2 separate regions of the Mus musculus genome follow, and region 1 is linked to region 2. The links are chromatin contacts, called in public promoter capture Hi-C maps. All regions are on one chromosome and are shown on one strand. The core of a region is the stretch at or near the end of the contact, and the rest is flanking DNA. Distances in the headings are between cores, read along the strand shown.

The links. Promoter capture Hi-C pulls out the DNA fragments that hold promoters and counts their contacts.
Region 1: a promoter capture Hi-C map of embryonic stem cells shows a contact between it and region 2. The contact joins the promoter of Krt17 here to the promoter of Krtap16-1 in region 2. A contact is called at or near these places in 12 of 39 promoter capture datasets (the 3T3-L1 cell line, 3T3-L1-derived adipocytes, the HPC-7 cell line and 9 more) and 4 of 484 Hi-C or Micro-C datasets (the Patski cell line, cumulus cells, immediate neuronal precursor and 1 more).

The regions. Positions count from the first base shown.
Region 1 is chr11:100,259,533-100,263,350 of GRCm38.p6, reverse strand. It overlaps Krt17 (keratin 17), which reads left to right and starts at 2,322. Exons shown (of 8, transcript NM_010663.3): 1 at 2,322-2,817; 2 at 3,574-3,656. The coding sequence starts at 2,386. Krt42 (keratin 42) reads left to right here. Exons shown (of 8, transcript NM_212483.3): 7 at 8-57; 8 at 184-469. The coding sequence ends at 281.
Region 2 is chr11:99,985,285-99,989,181 of GRCm38.p6, reverse strand. Krtap16-1 (keratin associated protein 16-1) reads left to right here and starts at 2,589. Exons shown (of 1, transcript NM_001256057.1): 1 at 2,589-3,897. The coding sequence starts at 2,606.

The DNA.
Region 1 (3,818 bases), core at 1,073-3,572, 270 kb before region 2:
CCCGCAGCCTGGCTACTCAATACTCCTCATCCCTGGCTTCGCAGCCCTCCCGAGAAGGTAAGAGTCTAATCCTGTCCTGTGTATAGGACATCGGGGGAGATTAGCGGTGCTACAGCCTAGCTGGTGGGTTGCAGGGGGGCTCCTGCCTGAGCCTCTCTGTGACCCCTCCTTTGTCATCTGTAGGCATGGTGACCAGCCGCCAGGTGCGCACCATTGTGGAGGAAGTCCAGGATGGTAAGGTGGTCTCCTCCAGAGAGCAGGTGCACCGCTCCACCCACTGAGGCCCCTGTCTGCGTATGATAGCCCAGGCCCAGGACCTTAGGCTGCAGCTCCCTGCATCTACTGCCAAGCCTGAACTCCTATGAGCTAGCTGTTGCCTTCTGTGTTTGCTTTGTGCTGCCCCTTACAGAGAGGCCCCTTGGGTTGACCCCAGAAATTGCTAATAAAGCTTTGAAGAAGTCTGATCCTTGAATTCATCATTTGTCCTGTCATTGGCTCAGGCAGCGTGGGCTCAGCAGCTGGGGAGGGTTCACCTAAGCGTCTGGTATCGCTTGTCACCTGCCTGCTTGTTCTGCCCACTCCATGCAGGCTTGGGTTGTTTTGGAAGTTAAGACGGGGAGGAGATGGAAGGATTGAGGGTGGAGGTGGGGAGCATCCTGTTTTCTAAGAATCTGCCTCTGGGGCTGGCTCCTGCTTGCTGGTCCCTGGGAGGGCCTGCAGGCTTTCTGGGTACCACACCTGTTAGAGAACACCTGTATTAAAACAAAGGGACAGGGGTCTGACTGGGAAAGGCAACTAACTTTCTTGGAGTGGTCGAGGACCTTGATGGATGAGGGGGTGGCAGCCTGGTAGTCTCAGCCCAAGAAGCTAGACCGGCTCTACCTGGCTCCCTGGGGGTGTGTGTGTGTGGGGTGGGGCGGCGGCAGCGGTGTTTGTGAGTGTGGGGGGCATCCTGTTTGCTTTGGTGGCTTGGCAGCGCCTGGGCTATTGGGGAAACCTCTCCCAGCTGCCGATGGGGGCTGTCTAGACCTGTCTGGGAGGAGGAACCCATTGGCAGTCTGAAACAAGACCTCATTCCGCCCAGCAGGCCTCCCAGGACCCTGGGACTGAGGGCTGGGCTTAGGATAGTGGGTGGGGCTAGGTGGAGCTAGGGGGTGGGGCCTGTGGCCCACCCTGGGGAATCATGCTGTGGTCTTTGTCTTGGGGAACCTGGCATGAATGGGGTGGGGTAAGAGTGTTAAGCGATATCTTTTTTTGCTTCCCTCTGGTTGGGACCTGAGCTGTTCTATCCTCTTAGGTCTATCAGGATACAGAAAAGGGTAAGGAACGTGAAAGGAAACAACTCATTCATGGTCCCTACAGACTCCCTTTCATAAGGGAGTCTCCTATGCATAGCTCTGTTTTCCCTGGAACTTTAGCTGAGCTCGTGTCTGCCCACCTGGTCCTGGAAGCTGTACTGTAGGAAGGAAGTAGAGAAAAATCTAAAAGGGAAGTCTGGGCTTCCTAAGGGACTCAGGGATGGGGACAGTTTCAGAAAACTGGCAAGAATGGGCCTTATCCCTGGGTGTTGGGACTGCTCAGAGGGGTGATTCCTGGGTCAGGGGTGATGCAGCTAGTGACGAGCAAAAGGATGTGCTATGCCAGCCCACGGCTTGAGTGAACTGGGCCTGTTTGGACATCACATTCTTTGCTAAGCTCTGATTTCCTGCCCAGGTTGGCAATTGGAGGCTTGAGGTAGTTTCTGTGTTGTGTGGTGGGCCTGGCGGGTATAGACCTAGTTCTCAAGTCAGGATGTGTACTTGGTCTTTCTGATTTCCCCAATCCCCAGATCCAGGCTTTTCACACGCGGGTAGTGGCACGATGGGAAGGAAAGACACCTCAGGTGTGTGGGGTGCCTAACTCCCTACCTCATTTCCCATCAAACTGGGGTGGCAGCTGCCTGGGAGGGCTGGGTAGAGGTGATGTCGCCAGCTCTTCTTGTCCGTATTAGGTCATGGGAAAGCGTAGCTGGAGGGCCTGCCTGAATCACAGGTGACAGGCTTGAGACCAGAGACAGACAGACCGACACACGCACATGCACACACACACACACACACACACACACACACACACACACACACACGACCATGATACCCAGGACAGGGTTTGGTGAAATGAAGCAGAGCCCAGAGGTGGGAGGGGAGGGGGCCCATAGCCACCTGGGAGCTGGCGGGTGTCCAGGGGTGATGAAAGCCCAGGGGAATGGAAACAGCGGAGAGCCTGTTGTAATCGCTACGCCCACTGGCTGCCCTATAAAGGAAGCAGGCGAGCCCCAGCGCAGCACGCATCTTGGCGCCTCTCTTCCTCCCAAGCCCTCCAGCTCCACATCCGTTGCCCGCTGCCACCATGACCACCACCATCCGCCAGTTTACCTCCTCCAGCTCTATCAAGGGCTCCTCTGGCCTGGGTGGAGGTTCATCTCGGACCTCCTGCCGACTGTCTGGCAGCCTGGGTGCAGGCTCCTGCAGGCTGGGGTCAGCTAGTGGCCTGGGTAGTGCTCTTGGGAGCAACAGTTATTCCAGCTGCTACAGCTTTGGCACTGGCAGTGGTTATGGAGGCAACTTTGGGGGTGTCGATGGGCTGCTGGCTGGAGGGGAGAAGGCCACCATGCAGAACCTCAATGACCGCCTGGCCTCCTACCTGGACAAGGTGCGTGCCCTGGAAGAGGCCAACACTGAGCTGGAGGTGAAGATCCGAGATTGGTACCAGAAGCAGGCCCCGGGGCCAGCCAGAGACTACAGCGCTTATTACCATACCATTGAGGATCTGAAGAACAAGGTAGGATTGCTGGCGGGAGGGGCATAAACCACCCACCTCCTGCCCTCATCAAGGCCTGGAGTCAACTGGGGCTGCCACAGGGTCTCTAGGTTCTAGTTTGACCCATTTCCCTTTGAAGGGGCAACTGGCTGGGCCAGGAACAAGCTGGCATTGTGAGGCTCCTTTGAGTGTCTGTTTCCTCCTGGAGCAGTCTTCGTGTCATTGATGCCTAGACTGTGAGACATCATGGTCTAGGAGGTGGAATCATGATCTAGGTGGAGGGCTGGTTCCGTAGAGTGGAGCTAGATTTGTGAGTGTCCCAGGAAGAAGGGGCTTGGGGGTTGGGTTCTGAGAGTGTGCCCCACAGCAATGCTAAGAGAGGAAGCAGGAGAGGGGTAGGGCAGTGGACTCCTGTGGGAAGGCTCTGGGGACTTTTCTTTTCTGGCTTCCTTGGCATTTCCTTTTGTCCCTAAGGATATTCCAACATTATCTAACTCCTTCCACCTTCCAGCTTGAGGCCTCTTCAGCCCTCAGGCTGAGACTGGCACCAGGAGGGTCGGCATGAGCAGACAGCACTAAGCTTCATCTCATTGGACTCCCTCCCATCAGTCCATCTCTGCCAACAAGGGCAACACTGCGTAGGGAGTGGCTGGCAGGAAAAGGGGTTTTCTCTGAAAGCAGTGAATCCCAGCCTCCAGCCAGGAAGCCTGGCTCAGAACGTGGACCTGGGTTGACCCATGCTAAACTCAATGACCTATTGCTTTGTCATCTCTCCAGATCCTTGTGGCCACCGTGGACAATGCCAGCATCCTGCTCCAGATTGACAATGCTCGTCTGGCAGCCGATGACTTCCGTACCAAGTGAGTCCCAGAGGGTTACAAGCTGAGGGGGATTCTGGGGCAGCTTCCCTTACCCTATGACTTCTCAGAGGACAGGGGAGAGGGCCTGGGAGTTATGAGCTGAGCCGTTAGTTGGATGAGCAAAGACAGCCTCTTCTGAAGGTAGCTGGGGGAGGGGGAAGC
Region 2 (3,897 bases), core at 1,340-3,839:
GCCTTCCTCCCTTCCTAAACCCCATATGAATATTTCTCCCAGTACCCTCAAAGTGCTTGCAAATCTCTTATCACAATCATCATAATGTCACAATTGCTCACCGGTGTGCACACCTCTTTTTTTTAACCTGTACATTGTGACTGAAATTGCTGGCCATTCTTTTTGTATCCCTCTTGCTGGTCCCAGTGCTGTCCTGGTTGATGGATAAGACAAAGAGAAGCCGAGCGAGAGTTATATACATTAGTGCATGAAGGGGGGGGGGTGAATGATGGCGGCCAACGCTCAACTTTTCAGGGGAGGTAAACTACGCCCAGGCTGAAAGCACAGGCAAGAATGGCCTTTCATTGGACAAGAAGGCCTAGTTTTGTTGTCTGGAAACCTGTGGTTCACTACTCATCTCATCTCAGAAAGCAGCAAAAAAGGAGTCTTACTCACAGCACCTTAGGGACCAATCTGGGAAACCACCTTTTCTCTTTTCACTTCATGAATCCTGGAAATACCTTCAAATGGCTTCATATTTGCTCTTTCTGTAAGCAGCCTGGGAAGATGGTTCACTACTCTCTTCACCCAGTACACCCTACAAAAATTATGCAAATCAAGAGATTCAAAGCTTCAAGTTCACCTTAAGCATACCCATGAAACTGCCCCAGCCATCAAGGCTCTGCATATCTGAAAAGCCACCAAGTATTTGAAAGATGTCACTATAACAATGCATGTGCTGTTCCAGCGGTATAATGGTGGACTTGGTAGTGTGTCCAGGCCAAACAGTGGGGCTGGACACAGCGTCAGTAGCCAAAAATAGTGTTGAATTTTTGCTGCGCATGCTTAAAAATGCAGAGAGTAATGCCACACTTAAGGGTTTAGATATAGATTCTCTAGTCACTGAACACACCCAGCAACAAAGCACCTGAGATTTCCCGAAAAATTTACAGAGCTCCCCAGAACACATCGAGATGATCCTCACTGTAAAGGAACAGATGTTCCAAAGCCAGAAGAGGAGTTTGCACAGAAGAAAAATATATCCTAGAAAAGTACTGAAGAGACAAAAATGCAGATGCTAGAGGGGTGAGGTGTGAGTGAGTGGGGGAGCACCTTCTTAGAAGCGAAGGGGAGGGCCGTGGGGTGGGAGGATCATGGAGGGAGACCAGAAAGGGGGATACCATTTGGAATGTAGATGAGTAAAATAATTAAAAAAAATTTTAAAAATTAATATTTTACACTTCTTTATTTTGTGTGTGTGTGTGTGGGGGGGGCATGGCCTATGTATGGGTGCCAGAGGACAATTTGCAGGAGTTGGTTCTCTTCTTCTGTCACTTGAGTCCCAGGATTGAACTCAGGTTGTCAGGCTTGGTGGTGGTCACCTTGACTCATTAAGCCATCTTACTTAAGTAAGTAAGCCAACTTACTTACATCCTGGTGTTTACCTTCTAAGTGCTCTCAAAAATCTCTCAAAATGGGTCTGTCCTGTGTGGAAGGTGAAACAGCCAGGCTCTTCAGCATGGTCATCCCCTATTGCCTGCCCCACATTGGAAATGGGTACAAGTGTCGTGCCAGCCTTGGTGACAAGGAGTCTCTGAAGACTCACTGAATGCTTGGGATAGACACGGAAGGAAAAGATGGCAAAGTGGAGAAACTGTGTCAAGCACTTCCTAGGGACAGATGGAACAAATATTCTTGAGTGGTGCAGCCAATAGAACAGGATGGAGGGTGGCATCCCTGGGCCTATTACACAAGACATTGATGATGTCTACAGGACAAAGTACGTGTCACTGAGCCTGATGACCTGAGTTCACTCCCCAGGATCCACATGGCAAAGAACTGACTCCTGAATTGTCCTATTCCTTTCACAGATGTGCATGGCACATACATGTACCTGCACTCATATACTTATACACAGTAAATAAATGCAATATGTTCTTTTCTTAAAGGAGGTTCAGTTTGCCAAAAACCTACTGGTAGAGAGGGTGGGAGCAACCTCCAGCAAGCGACCTAACCTTTCTTATCCTCTACACTCAGTGCTCCATCTGTGACTGGGGAGAATAATCTGACCCACACAGGACGGTTGTGGGCTGTGGCCACTGACAGTTACAGTTTGGAAATCTCATCCACAACTGAGCTCCTTACTGTGTGTCTCTGTGGAGCTTCTCATGACAGTGCAGTCAGGTCTGCTCTTGACTTGTTTGCCCGCAGCACAGTAGGCAGTCATACTCATGTAGACATCTGCGCCTAGGCCAGGAGAAGAGGTGGAAGGGTGGATGGCAGCTAAATTATAGGCTCCTTTGTTCTTTCCTTCTTCAGGATGCTTGGGCGGAGAGCATCCATGGTGAAGGTGATGATGGATGCTCATCCCGGGACTACCTGTAGCTTTGAGGATTCCATATTTAGCATGCAAGTCAGTAAATAAACATCTTCTTTATGGGCAGACAAACAACTTCTAGATCAACACATGTTGGCATAATAAGATGTTCCTCCAGAAACAGGGCCCAAACAACAATGAGGAAAAGATGCAGGGGGCCCGCCAAACAGCATGCGCCAGTGAGGGAGTATAAAAGGGAGATACCACACTCAGGCAGCACTCACTCCAAGACAGAGAGCTATCTCCACCATGTCTGGCTGCTGTTGTTCTAGGAAATGCCCCTCCCTACCTGCCATCTCTCTCTGCTCTACTGAGGTGAGCTGTGGAGGGCCCGTCTGCCTACCCAGCTCCTGCCGGAGCCAGACGTGGCAGCTGGTGACTTGCGAGGACAGCTGTGGGTCATCCGGCTGTGGCTCACAATGCTGTCAGCCTTCGTGTTCCGTGAGCAGTTGCTGCCAGCCTGTGTGCTGCGAGGCTACCATTTGTGAGCCCTCTTGTTCTGTGAGCAGCTGTGCTCAACCTGTGTGCTGTGAGGCCACCATTTGTGAGCCTTCCTGCTCTATGGGCAGTTGCTGTCAACCTGTGTGCTGTGAGGCCACCATTTGTGAGCCTTCCTGCTCTGTGAGCACCTGTGCCCAACCTGTGTGCTGTGAGGCCACCATGTGCCAGCCTTCTTGTTCTGTGAGCAGCTGCCAGCCCGTGTGTTGTGAGACCTCATCCTGCCAGCCTGTCCTCTGCTTGCCTGCCACTTGCCAGCCAGTGATCTGCAAACCCTGCTGCTGCCAGCCAGTGATCTGTGAGCCCAGCTGCTGCTCAGCTGTCTGCGCTGTGCCTGCTTCCTGCCAACCAATGATCTGTGAGCCTGTGGTGTGTGAGCCTGCTTGCTGCCAGCCAGTGTGCCCGACACCTAGCTGCTGCCCATCTGTCTGCTCTGCAGCCAGTAGCTGCCAGCCAGTCGGCTGTGAAACCAGTCCCTGCGAGCCACCTTGCTCAGAGGCCAGTGCTTGTCAGCCATCTGCCTGTATGGCTCTGGTATGTGAGCCTGTTTGTCTCCGTCCTGTCTGCTGTGTCCAGGGCCCCTGTGAGCCACCATGTGTCTCTAGCAGCTGCCAAGACTCCTCATGCTGTGTCTCCAGCATCTGCCAACCTGTCTGCCCTGAGCCTAGTCCTTGCCTGCCATCGGTGTGTGTGCCTACCCCATGCCAACCTTCCTGCTACATAGTCAAACGATGCCGTTCTGTCAGCTGTGAGCCTATTTCCTGCCCATCTCCCTCCTGCCAACCTGCTTGCTGCCGTCCGGGCTCTTCGGCATCTGCCATCTGCCAACCAGCTTGCCCCCCTCGGACTTTCTATATACCTAGTTCCTGCAAGCCGCCTTGTAGTCCAGTTTCTTGCCGCCCCATTTGTCGCCCCATCTGTTCTGGACCCATCACCTTCAGGCAGCCATATGTGACATCCATCACTTACCGCCCAGCCTGCTACCGCTCCTGCTATTCCATACTACGCCGCCCGACCTGCCTAGCTTCTTACTCCTACCGTCC